Regions from separate parts of the Zea mays genome. Here regions 2 and 3 are each linked to region 1. A link is a contact called in public Hi-C data. All regions are on one chromosome and are shown on one strand. Each heading gives the region's core, a stretch centred on a gene start, on an enhancer-like site or on the middle of the called end of the contact. The rest is flanking DNA. Distances are from core to core; before and after follow the strand shown. Region 1 holds the start of LOC100281566 (RING finger protein 13). Region 2 holds the start of LOC100501766 (putative DEAD-box ATP-dependent RNA helicase family protein). Region 3 holds the start of LOC103640594 (CASP-like protein 1B1).

Region 1 (3,725 bases), core at 892-3,391:
AGTGTAAGAAAGAAGAAGGTCAAACATAACACCTAAATTGAGCATATAAGCAAACCATGCAAACAAAAAGTTTTAGATTAAGTGGGCACCAATGCTAGCAATTGATCAGACAAAATTAAATGATTGTAAGGAGTGCAGGACTCACAAAAGCTTGCCTCAATATCAGCAAAGGACAAGGTCAGATTATTCCCCAATAGCACGACATTGGCATCTCCCATCTGAGCCATGACGCAGACAATGGCACAGAGAACAAGAAATCTACTCTTCATCTGGGCAGTCTCCAAAGCCCTAGTAGAAGAAAATGTAGCTCTTTTTTATGAAGCACAGGCACATAACTGACAGGACAGAGAGCCAACTCATACTTCAAATACTCCAAATAAGCGTCTCCAAGTGCAGCGAAATGCTTACACCCGCAAGAAGTACCTGTGGGTCACAAAGCAACAAATCAGGTTCATTCCTGAAGGAATTTTGAGTAGAAGTTGGAGATATTAATATTTTTGATTTAGTAGAAGGAACAAAACTATTCCCATAAATTATGTTTTCATTTCCACAACTGGCAAGGCAAGAGTCGATCTTCCAAAAGTGTGTAACAGTGAAACACAGTAAATACAACTCCACTCGATGGCCTTCCCTAAGAAATTGAACTATTGACGAAATAAGAAATTGACATGGTATGGTGCTGAGCTGCCTGGTGTAGTGGTAACAGTTGTCTCACTGGGTCACCACTCACCAGGTCACGGGTTCAAAACAGCCTCTCCGCATTTGTGGGGGAAAGACTTTCCCTTGGTTTATCCCTTACCCAGAATCCACTCATGTGAGATCCTCCGACACTGGGTCTGCCCTTTTATGGTGCTGAGCTAGAAAATTTCGAATCTGCAACAGTCTCCCAATGTTAGAACTCGACAATAATCATGGCTTTCAGCACACAATGCTAGATAATGACAGTCCGAACCCAGAAGATAAAGCTGGAAGGTTTCGAGTCGGTGTAAAGAAGAAGTGGACGGGGGGAAGGAGATTCAGACTCGACTAAGGAAGCGTGGCCATTGCATAAAGCTAGGCATCTAGAACCTGATGCTCCAGAGATGCAGAACCTCTCAATCACAGCTAGAACCAAAAGCTAAGCGCTTGGGTCCATAAATCTGAATCTCCCTCCCTATGTGCCACTTATTTATACTAACTCCAAACTATCCAGCTTTTATCCTCCCTATGTGTCGCACCTAGCGCAGTGCTGCTTAATAACGAGATTTTTTTTCCCAGTCCAAACATCGGGATATTCTTGGAGATTCGAGTGGCAAATAGACCACGTAAAAAAGGAACCATTACTGGTGTTTGGTTTCAGTTTTCCATGGTGACCTACCTTAACAGACCCGCACACAGCATCATCACTAAGACAATCCAATATAGCTAATGGCCTAATGTTAGACTACAAGGTATTGCAAGTTACCAGATCCTAAACGGCAATAAAAAGAAGCTAGTTCCTAATCAAGCTACGTTTTTCCCCTTCTCGTTCAGCTTTGTTGCAGTGCAATAATATGGAGGGGTGCATAATTAGCTCTGCATATTATTCAGAATATGGCACTACTCACAGAAGCTACATGGCGAAAACCGAAAAGGTACGTCCACTTTCCCCAGACCAGCAGCCGCATCAGCTGGGCATGGAGTGCCACCACTGGTGCGTTGCCGGAGACCAGAGGCCTTCGACGGTTGGACCAGTTCCACTCACACTCACACAGTCACACTCACACGGTCACACCTGAGTTGGTTGCGAGAGGAGCACCTGCTATGGTTGGCCCCTCCAATCCGCCGGATCCGCTTCGAGGAGGAAGGCCGCGACTCACATGAAGGTCGGGGTCGGAGAAGAAATCCCTGGCTGCGGGACTGATGCTTGGCGGCGTGATGGAATCCTAGGGCACTCCGTCGTCCCCGTGCTCCCGGAAGACCTCCATCGCGGCGACGCGGAAGGGGAGCGGGGACTGCAGCGCACCGGCTCACCGACGCTAGGAGAGGAGGGCGAGTGGAGTGGGAAGGCCGGAGGCCGCGGAGGGCAAGTCGCTTTTCGTTTTTGTCGCCGGCGAGTCCCACCCGCGGGATCGAGACGGAAGACACTAGACACGGATAGAGTCAGGACTCGGGAGGGCAAATTGGATAGAGTAGGGAGGGCAAATTGGTCTTTTGACCAATCATAACTAGACATGTTTCAACCCTTGAGACTGGTCGGATTCGGATCGAGTTAAGATCGGATCATGGGTCATTTATCACTGCTCATTGGATCGGATCGGTTCGTACCTTTTTGTTTGATGTGTGGGTCAGATTTTCTTTTTGTTTTAGGTTGGGTTTTTTTAAATCGGATCTTTTAGTAAAAAATCATGGTCAGTATCCGGCTCGTAAATTATTGCGGGTTAAAAATTATAACTTATATTCACCGTTGCATTAGTGGGATTGGGTTGAACCGAATTTTTTCGAATATATCGAGTCAAATTAATCGGGCCATAATCATAACTACATGCCACTCTTGCAACGCTGGCTCTCTGGTTTTACGTCCGACCAACCAACCACCACACTCCACGCACCAAATCAGATGAGGAAGAGGGATTGCTTTGCTTGGAAGAGAGCCTATGTTTGGCCGCTAAAATGACGCATAGAATACGGTGGTGGTTGTATAATTCACCTTTTTTTAAAAAAAATCATCCAACAAATTACATTCATACTTATAGCATCTACTAAATTCATCAAACAATTGAAACTAAGACCGAAGCCGTTTTTTGGCACGACTTTGCTCCAATTCAGAGCAGCTCTACTCTAAAACTCTAGGTGGAGTAGCTCTGCTCTGGAGTTTAGATTGCTTACTTATAACCAGTGATACTTCAATGACTCCAAACTCCATGTCTAATTTGTTATTTAGAGATTTTGAAGCAACAAAAGAGATTCTTCAAAAATGTGCATTGCAGCTTTAAAAACTCTATGGAGTAACTCTGGAGTTAGGGTGTGTAGTATACTCTGATAAGCTTCTCCTTGAAATTTTGCTATGAAGTCATGACAAACACGTCTTTAACGCACCATTAAAATCGACGCTAGATTCAATGGAAAATATTATTTGATATGTAACATATTAATTGGATATGATTATGGAGGCGTTAAAAGGCAGGTGATCTCAACTAGCGTCGGGAGGGCAAATTAGTCTTTTGAATAACCATAACTACCTGCCACTCTTGCAACGCTGGCTCTGGCTGTATGCCGACCAGCCACCAGCTCACCAGGCGAGGTTGCTTCGAGCCTTCGAGGAAAATTTAGCTCCTCTATATCTAATCTAATCAAATTAATTCCAAATGCTTGCAGGTACTGAAGGAAACACATACAGATTAGATATGACAATCAGTACCCTTGATCTGATACCCGGTAGAAATTTACTCTATTAGGATATGTATAAATTAAATGTTCTACCCACAGGTCTTTTATTAGACAAACCCCTTCACCCAATGGGTAAACGAGTATTAGAACGTTTCACCCTCACACATATCCGTTAACCCGTGAGTATAAAATACTCGGTATAAACTTAGTCCAAAAGCATTGTTGGGGACTTGTTCTCAAGTGCTAAGAGTTAAGAACAAGGCAACATAGAAAATGTTAATCGTTAACGCCCTTCGTCCTCCGAGGCATTATTTCCCTTAGGATATAATGACTTGTGGACGAAGGTTATGAAGGACATACCTTCATAAATTCATCAA
Region 2 (3,467 bases), core at 340-2,839, 270 kb after region 1:
TTTTCAGACAATAATGACAAGCAGTTCTTTTTTGCATATATATATGTTGAGAAAAGGCCCGTGAAGCCCGCATTGCTCGTATCATTTCCATGCATGTAAAAGAGGATGTGTAGGCCATAGTTGACATGTTATTTTTGCTTGGTATAGACCTGCAGTGCTATCACCGAGGTCACTAGGCTATATGCTTATTCGAAGTCCAAGCAAAAGGGGAAGTAACTGTAATCATGGCTGAGAGAATCATGTATACCAAGAATATATATTCAACACTTGAAAGAATCATGTATACCAGAATTTTAATTTGGGACCAAGGGAGTACGAACAACTGTTAATCATCAGTTCCATATTTATAATGTTTGTTCGACATCAGTTCAATATATTTAGGTTGACGTATTTATAATAATATTACGTATTTATATCGTTCTGTATCTATGTTTAATCACAGATTTTGTCGTCACCATTGTAATCATGCCGTCCGTTGAAAGGGCACTGAGCGTTAGAGGCTCGTTAATTTATGTTCCGTAGCATCGCACGGGTACATACCTAGTAGATATAGATGTTATCACTATCCTTTATATTTTTTGTCAGACTTTTAAAAACTTACATTTTTATAAATTGAGATATGCATTTATTTTGCGAGAGGAAATGCATGTTCTTTAAGTTGCATCTGAGGCACATGCTGTTGAGATCTTCAGTCGTCGAGGAACGACAACCATGTCCATGTGCGAAACGTTGAGAGCAGCAGTCCCATTCCTGTGCTGATAGAAAAGAGCCCAATAGGTCACAGGGGCCATGCACACACACAAAAGGGCCAACCCACAATTTCTGTGGTGACATGAAAATGGCCTAATAGATCTCTCGGGTCCATTCACACACGCTTAAAGGGCCAACCCAAACGGGCTGAAATTTCTGTGGAGACTCATTATCGCACAATCGCTGCTCACTTTCCAAAAACAAATCTACGATGCCCATCGCCGTACGTCCGTAACGCAGCCGCCATTACTTTTCCTCCAAGCAAAGCAATACCTCTCCCCACAGCAATCGCTACATGCCGGCCGCACCTAACTGACACACAGACTGACAGACCCCACTCCACCCTTCCCCACATGCTAGTCTCTGCTATTCCCACACGCAGGTGATTTACTGGCTATCACACATTAATCACTGACATAATGGCCACAATATCCAGGTGGATTCTTGACCCCACGTGTAAGTGTCCCAGGGACCAGAGTAGGATACTCCGCACATGCCGAGCATAGAAATATCTCCGACCCCTGCGCCATTTAACTCATCCCCCCTTCTTGTTGCCTCGCTTCGTGCTCCCCCCTTCCCACACTCCCGTCCCAAAACCCTAAACCCAGCGCCGCCGCCGCCGCCGACGCGGAAGCGGTACAGCCATGTACGCCGTCCTCCGCCGCGCGGCGCCCCTTCGGCGGCGCGCCGTGTCCGCGCTCGCGACCGCGCTGCTCCAGCAGCAGCCGGCGGCGCTGGATGCGGTGGCCCGGCGGGCCCCGCTCCCTGCGGCCGCATGGTTCCACTCTTCTCCCGCGTGGCTGGGGTTCCGGGAGACGGGGGCCGCAGGGGCGGCCGCGCGCGCGGAGTTCGCGGCGGACAACGGGTCGTTCTACGAGGAGGACAAGAGGGCGGCGGCCGGCGGCGGCGCAGCGGCGGAGGGGCTCGAGATTGCCAAGCTTGGGATCTCGTCCAAGATCGTCGAAAGGCTCGCCAGCAAGGGCATCACCAAGCTGTTCCCCATCCAGGTAACGAGAAGCGCTGGAATCTTTTTACCTTCATCAATCCTGTCTGAAGCTACCAGAGATCAAGCTGCCCATATATAATCATAATAACATGGGAAAAGTGCAGTGTTGCTTGTTTATAAACTATAAAGTTCACATTGGTCGTAGTTTGACTGTTTATTTATTGCGGCAAATAGCTACGTTCCAGTCAGTTTGTATGACTACCTTGGCATGAGGATTCGATGAAATACTAGAATTGGGTCCCATATGTATGAGGTGAAAGATGTTCCTTTTTAGATCGGTACTGATTTGATTGTAACCTTTGCCTTTTGTTTCTTTACCTACACAGAGAGCTGTCCTTGAGCCAGCAATGCAAGGAAGGGACATGGTTGGCCGTGCCAAAACTGGGACTGGTAAAACTTTGGCATTTGGAATCCCCATAATGGATGCAATTATCCGCCACAACGAGAAGTACAAGTAAGCTTGGTTCCTCTTAACAGTGTACACACATAAGGCATTTTCCATTTGTTCTTTTTGGTCCATTCTCATCTTGCATTTAATTTTTGTTGATCCACAGGCCTGGTAAGTTTCCCTTGGCTATTGTTTTGGCGCCAACAAGAGAACTTGCAAAACAGGTTGAGAGGGAGTTCCTTGATTCCTCCCCTTTGGAAACACTATGTGTATATGGTGGGACTCCAATTATGCAGCAAATAAGGAAACTTAATTATGGCGTTGATGTGGTCATTGGGACACCTGGACGTGTGATTGATCTGCTAAAAAGAGGTTCTCTTAGTTTGGCAGAGATCCGTTTTGTTGTTCTTGATGAAGCAGACCAGATGTTGTCTGTTGGGTTTGATCTAGATGTTGAGACAATTTTGGAGAGGGTGCCTCCGCAACGTCAGACATTGATGTTCTCTGCAACAATGCCAACATGGATACGGAAGCTCACACAGAAGTACCTCAACAATCCTGTCACAGTTGACCTTGTGAGTGCAACTTCTAGTGTTACTGTTGTTTATGCACATTTATTGCTTGACTTCTCAACTTGAATTACGATGGACTTGTTTATATTGCATATTTTTGTATGATCTTATTGCTTTGTTAAATTGGGGACAAAATTGGCCAATTTAACTATGTTTGATTGATTTATGCTCATGTTGAATTTTTTTTCATCTGCTAAATCTGTCTGAACTATGCTCGAGAATGTATGAAGTTGATCTAGTAAAATATTTTGTTACAATCTGGTCTAAAATACTATGAGTGCATGCTGCCTTTCAAAAATTTCCCCAACCATTAAGTACACTAGTCAGAGGATTTTGTTGCGGAGAAGTTATATGGATAGGTTCATTCCAAAGATTACTTGGGGAGCGTTTAATTTGAATACAAAATTTAGCATGTGATAGGAAAATCATGATGAGTCCAATGCAGTGATAGCCGTCATCATTGTTCAAACGGATTTGGAAAATTGGTCTAGCGGTGTTTGTGGTGACTGTAGCGAAACCTGCAAGCATCATTACTGAATCCATGTAGTGTAAATGATATTTGTTGACCTGAAAATGACCGATTTAAGGTGGCTTTAGTTTGTCAATTTATTGTGCTTTGTTTAACTTTGCCTTTGCTAGATGTCATTTTATTGTTGCACATAGTTTTCTGTTGGACAGTTTTATTATAGGAAGATTGCTCCCGTATGCTCTCTATTAAGAAATTCTGAAATTATTTGCTATTACATGGAAT
Region 3 (3,872 bases), core at 1,261-3,760, 310 kb after region 1:
CGGGGAGAGAGGATCTCCCTGTCTAAGCCCTCTTCTATGTATAATATGTTTCCCAGGAAAGCCATTAAGCAAGACTTAGTAGAAGAGGAGGCCAATAAACCATAAATTATATCTCTCCAGATTTGTCCAAAACCAAGTTGCTTCATGACTTCAATAAGAAAGGGTCACGATACTGAATCAAAAGCTTTAGTGATATAAGTTTAAGAAGCAAACAAGTCTTTTTCTGATGATGAAGGAGCCTAGATGTCTCCTGCACCAACATGAAGTTATCTTGAATAAAACGTCCTTTAATGAAGACACTTTGATTTGGAGAAACCATCTTGTCAAGTTTGCTGGCCAATCTGTTGGCTAAAATTTTGGTAATCCATTTTCCGAAACTATGTACCAGGCTTATTGGACGAAAATGCTTTAATGGACAACCTCTTCCTTCTTTGGGATCAAGGAGATAAAAGCAGTATTGAGCTTTCCAAAATTACCAAACTTTCTACTCCAAATGACCGAAACTGCAACCATGATATCAAATTTGATTATGGTTCAACAGACTTTATAGAAGCGTCAGTGAAACCGTCTGGCCTCGGAGCTTTATCTGAGGGTAGAAGCTTAATAGTTTCCCACACTTCGCGCTCAGAACAAGGGACATCGAGGTCAGCCAGGCTATGATGAGAAAGACCAAGCGCCTCTAAATCAACTGTTTGATCTATGTCCTTATTGTTCCTTATTAAATTGGAGAAAAAATCATCTAATGTCGCTGCCTTGTCTTCATGGTGGTAAGAATCACATCCCCATCTACCAGAGTAGCCACAAATTTTTTCCTCTTACAGTGCCTGACATGTAAATGGAAAAATTTTGTATTGACGTCACCATCTTTGAGCCACAAAATCCTTAACCTTATCCGAGTCATAGTGCGCTTCAAAGAGGACAGCAACAACAAGTTCTTCTTGAGTCTGTTCTTCAACCAAGATTCAGCAGACGTTAACATTCTATCGTCTCGAGCTATCTCCAATCTGTGCAACACTTATTTAGCCAGGGCCAACTGCAATCTTATGTGGCCCACTTGTTTATCATCTCATTTAGTCATTTCCCATATCTTAGATACGCAGAGTTGGGTTTTGAAAAATGAACATAGCTTAGCTTGACATTTTTTTGGTGACAAAACACCAACAGAGTGTTTCGATGCTACAGTCGAAACTATATTGACCACAGCATAATAAGCAACAGGATGATAAGGAAGTACTAGTTCAAAAAATTTAAAACCTAAACCTGGCGATGGAAAGACAGCCTCAGGTATTGCATTTCGAGAAAACCGCCTACAAGTCGGCGGACAACAGACACTCTTTACTCACACGAACAAATACATAATTTAGTCACTATAGACTCACACGAACAAAAATACAGAATGAATGAAGAATTTATAGCAACAAAAATATACTAAAAAACAAACACATTTCAGTGCACAACCAGAAATGGTCAGAGTAATTAGGATTTGCCAGCAACTGCAAATGCCGTTGTTCAAAAAAGCTAATGAGTTGACATCTCTAAAGAGTTTCACACAACAGGGGAAAAACTAAAAAAATGTCATGCAACTTCAAGTCTAGACGATTATTATGCTGTGATCCTCCACGTCAGTGCTTGCGCCCTGTGCTGTTTGCTTCTGCGTACAATACTTACCTGCTCTTGTCCATTGCAGCCGTCCATTGCAGCCGACGAGCCAGCCCCCAGGCCAGGTGTCTGGGTGGTGAGTCCGCCCCTGTGTCAGACTGCTGTTTGACGACGATTGGCTGCTGCTCGGAGGAAGGAATCCCTCACTGAAGAGCGTAGCGGCATAGCGCGCCGTGGCGAACGCCGCTCGGGGCGAAAACAAACGGAGGTGCAGGTGTGGTGGATGCTCAGGAAAAAATGTAGCTTGTTACCCTTGATTCTTTTGTAGTATATAATATGGCCTCTGCCTGACTTCCACTGTGTGATCAAATCCCAAGCCCTTGGTATCAGTGAATAGAGGACAAAAAAAAAACATTGCAAATGGCTCTTGAAAAGTTGGAATACAGTGTGTGCCTTTTTCTGTCTGTGTGTATGTATGTTGTTGAGAATTTAGAGAGCAATTGTCCCCATTTGCTGTTTAAGACTGATAAATGCCGAGTTGTGTCCACGTTCTTTTGGACAAAAATTTTTAAAGATCACGCTGTCCATGTCCGACCTGTATTTTTCTCTGTTTTCATGCCGCTTTTGCATGAAAACGTTGCTGGCATACGTTGTCCAAAAAAAACAAAAACATTGGGGTGAGAGAGGCTCGAACTCTCGACCTCAGGATCACTCAAAGTTAGCTATGAGACCTACGCGCTAGCCAACTGCGCCACCACCCCGTTGATGTCTTTGTGTTCTCTTAAACCTCAGTTAACGTTTGCCAGTACCCATTTTCCTTGGTAGGTGCATCTGCCGATGAATACCACTCAATCATGTCCCTTTGCCCTGTGCGCGCTAAATACTTTCAGTCTCTATTCCACTCCTCTGCCAAAACCACTTTGCAAAAACCTCAAGAAACAGCACCAGAGACATACGTTTCTTCTCGGACCGTCAGACGTACCACAGGCTTATCCGAAGCCCTTTTGACTAATCACCTGGATGAACAAACCAACGCTCTTCCACTCGAGCGTCGATCGATCGCACAAGTCACCCAAACTTGCGGAAACCGACTACCCGCCACTTTCTTTTTTCTCGACATATAATTCGTTCCTGTTGTTGGTTCGTCGAATCCCACACGCGTCCTGCAGCAGCAACTGACTGCTCGTCCGTTCTACGTTTCTTGGCCACCATGGACCTGGAGCGCGGCGACAAGAAGCCGCCGCCGCCCGCTCCACGGACCGCTGCTACGACCACTACGACGACGACGACGTCGGCCTGCAGCGGTAAGAAGCGGCCGCCGCTCAGGGACAGCCTCGTGGCGCTGCAGCCGGTGCTGCTGCGCGCGGCGGCGGCCCTGGCCGCGGCCGCCGCCGCCGCGGTGATGGCGCTCGACGCCCAGTCCTACACCGCGGTGGTCGCCATCGTCGGCACCCGCCCGCTCACGCAGACCTTCACCGCCAGGTTCAGCGACACGCCGGCGTTCGTGTACGTAATATAGGCTTCTACTGTTCGATCGGGCGGCGGCTTTGACGCGCCGTGCTCGTGCATGTTCCTTCGTCCTGCCGAACTATTGTCGGCGTCTAGTTATTAGTTTCGTCGGTCGCGTACTACTGCCCCTGCTGCTAGCTCATGCCTTTGTTCGTCTGGTCTGTGTGCAGGTACTTCGTCATAGCCAACGCCATCGCTGCCGCGTACAACCTCCTGGTGCTGCTCGTCCGGCGGCGGAGGACTACGGCGAGCTTGGTCGTGCGCATGCTTGACATGGTGATGATTGTTTTTTCTCTGAATTCAACAAGGCGCTTCGTGCATCTATCAGTGCATGTGTGCATTATCCTTGCTTCCTAGAGATGACTTGCCATTGCCACTGTCCAAAGAAGCTAGTCGCCTGACTGAAACCTTTGTTGCTGTAGCGGTGTAGCCTGCTGTAGTGCTCGCGAGTCGCGCGCATAGGCCTGCACCGTAGGTCGCCTGATGAGTGATGACAGATGCCAAGCCATCACCAGTCGATTCATACGGATACACACACACGGCACTACCGTACCGTCGTCATCTCCTTGTCGTTGCTCTGGTCCGCAGGTGGTCATGGCGCTGCTGGCGACCGGCGCCGCGGCGGCGGCGTCAATGGCCGAGCTAGGAAGGAACGGCAACGCGCGGGCGCGGTGGAACCCGATGTGCGACAGGTTCGGCTCCTTCTGCCGCCGCGGCGGCGCCGCGCTGGCGTCGTCGTTCGTCGGCGTCGCGCTCATGCTGGC

What was found. Hi-C and Micro-C count contacts between places; a contact is called where the count stands out from the background.
Region 2: a Hi-C map of leaf shows a contact between it and region 1, with 6 times the contacts expected there. The contact joins the promoter of LOC100501766 here to the promoter of LOC100281566 in region 1. A contact is called at or near these places in 8 of 25 Hi-C or Micro-C datasets (bundle sheath, ear, endosperm and 3 more) and 2 of 3 datasets of contacts at active chromatin or transcription factors (leaf and seedling).
Region 3: a Hi-C map of leaf shows a contact between it and region 1, with 2.5 times the contacts expected there. The contact joins the promoter of LOC103640594 here to the promoter of LOC100281566 in region 1. A contact is called at or near these places in 3 of 25 Hi-C or Micro-C datasets (bundle sheath, ear and leaf).

Annotation. Positions count from the first base shown.
Region 1 is chr1:177,280,442-177,284,166 of Zm-B73-REFERENCE-NAM-5.0, reverse strand. LOC100281566 (RING finger protein 13) reads right to left here and starts at 2,141. Exons shown (of 5, transcript NM_001411824.1): 1 at 1,778-2,141; 2 at 156-288.
Region 2 is chr1:177,006,872-177,010,338 of Zm-B73-REFERENCE-NAM-5.0, reverse strand. It overlaps LOC100501766 (putative DEAD-box ATP-dependent RNA helicase family protein), which reads left to right and starts at 1,589. Exons shown (of 7, transcript NM_001196428.1): 1 at 1,589-1,757; 2 at 2,083-2,210; 3 at 2,311-2,719. The coding sequence starts at 2,104.
Region 3 is chr1:176,966,845-176,970,716 of Zm-B73-REFERENCE-NAM-5.0, reverse strand. LOC103640594 (CASP-like protein 1B1) reads left to right here and starts at 2,510. Exons shown (of 3, transcript XM_008663799.2): 1 at 2,510-3,081; 2 at 3,279-3,384; 3 at 3,697-3,872. The coding sequence starts at 2,810. TRNAM-CAU (transfer RNA methionine (anticodon CAU)) reads right to left here and starts at 2,360; the gene lies at 2,273-2,360.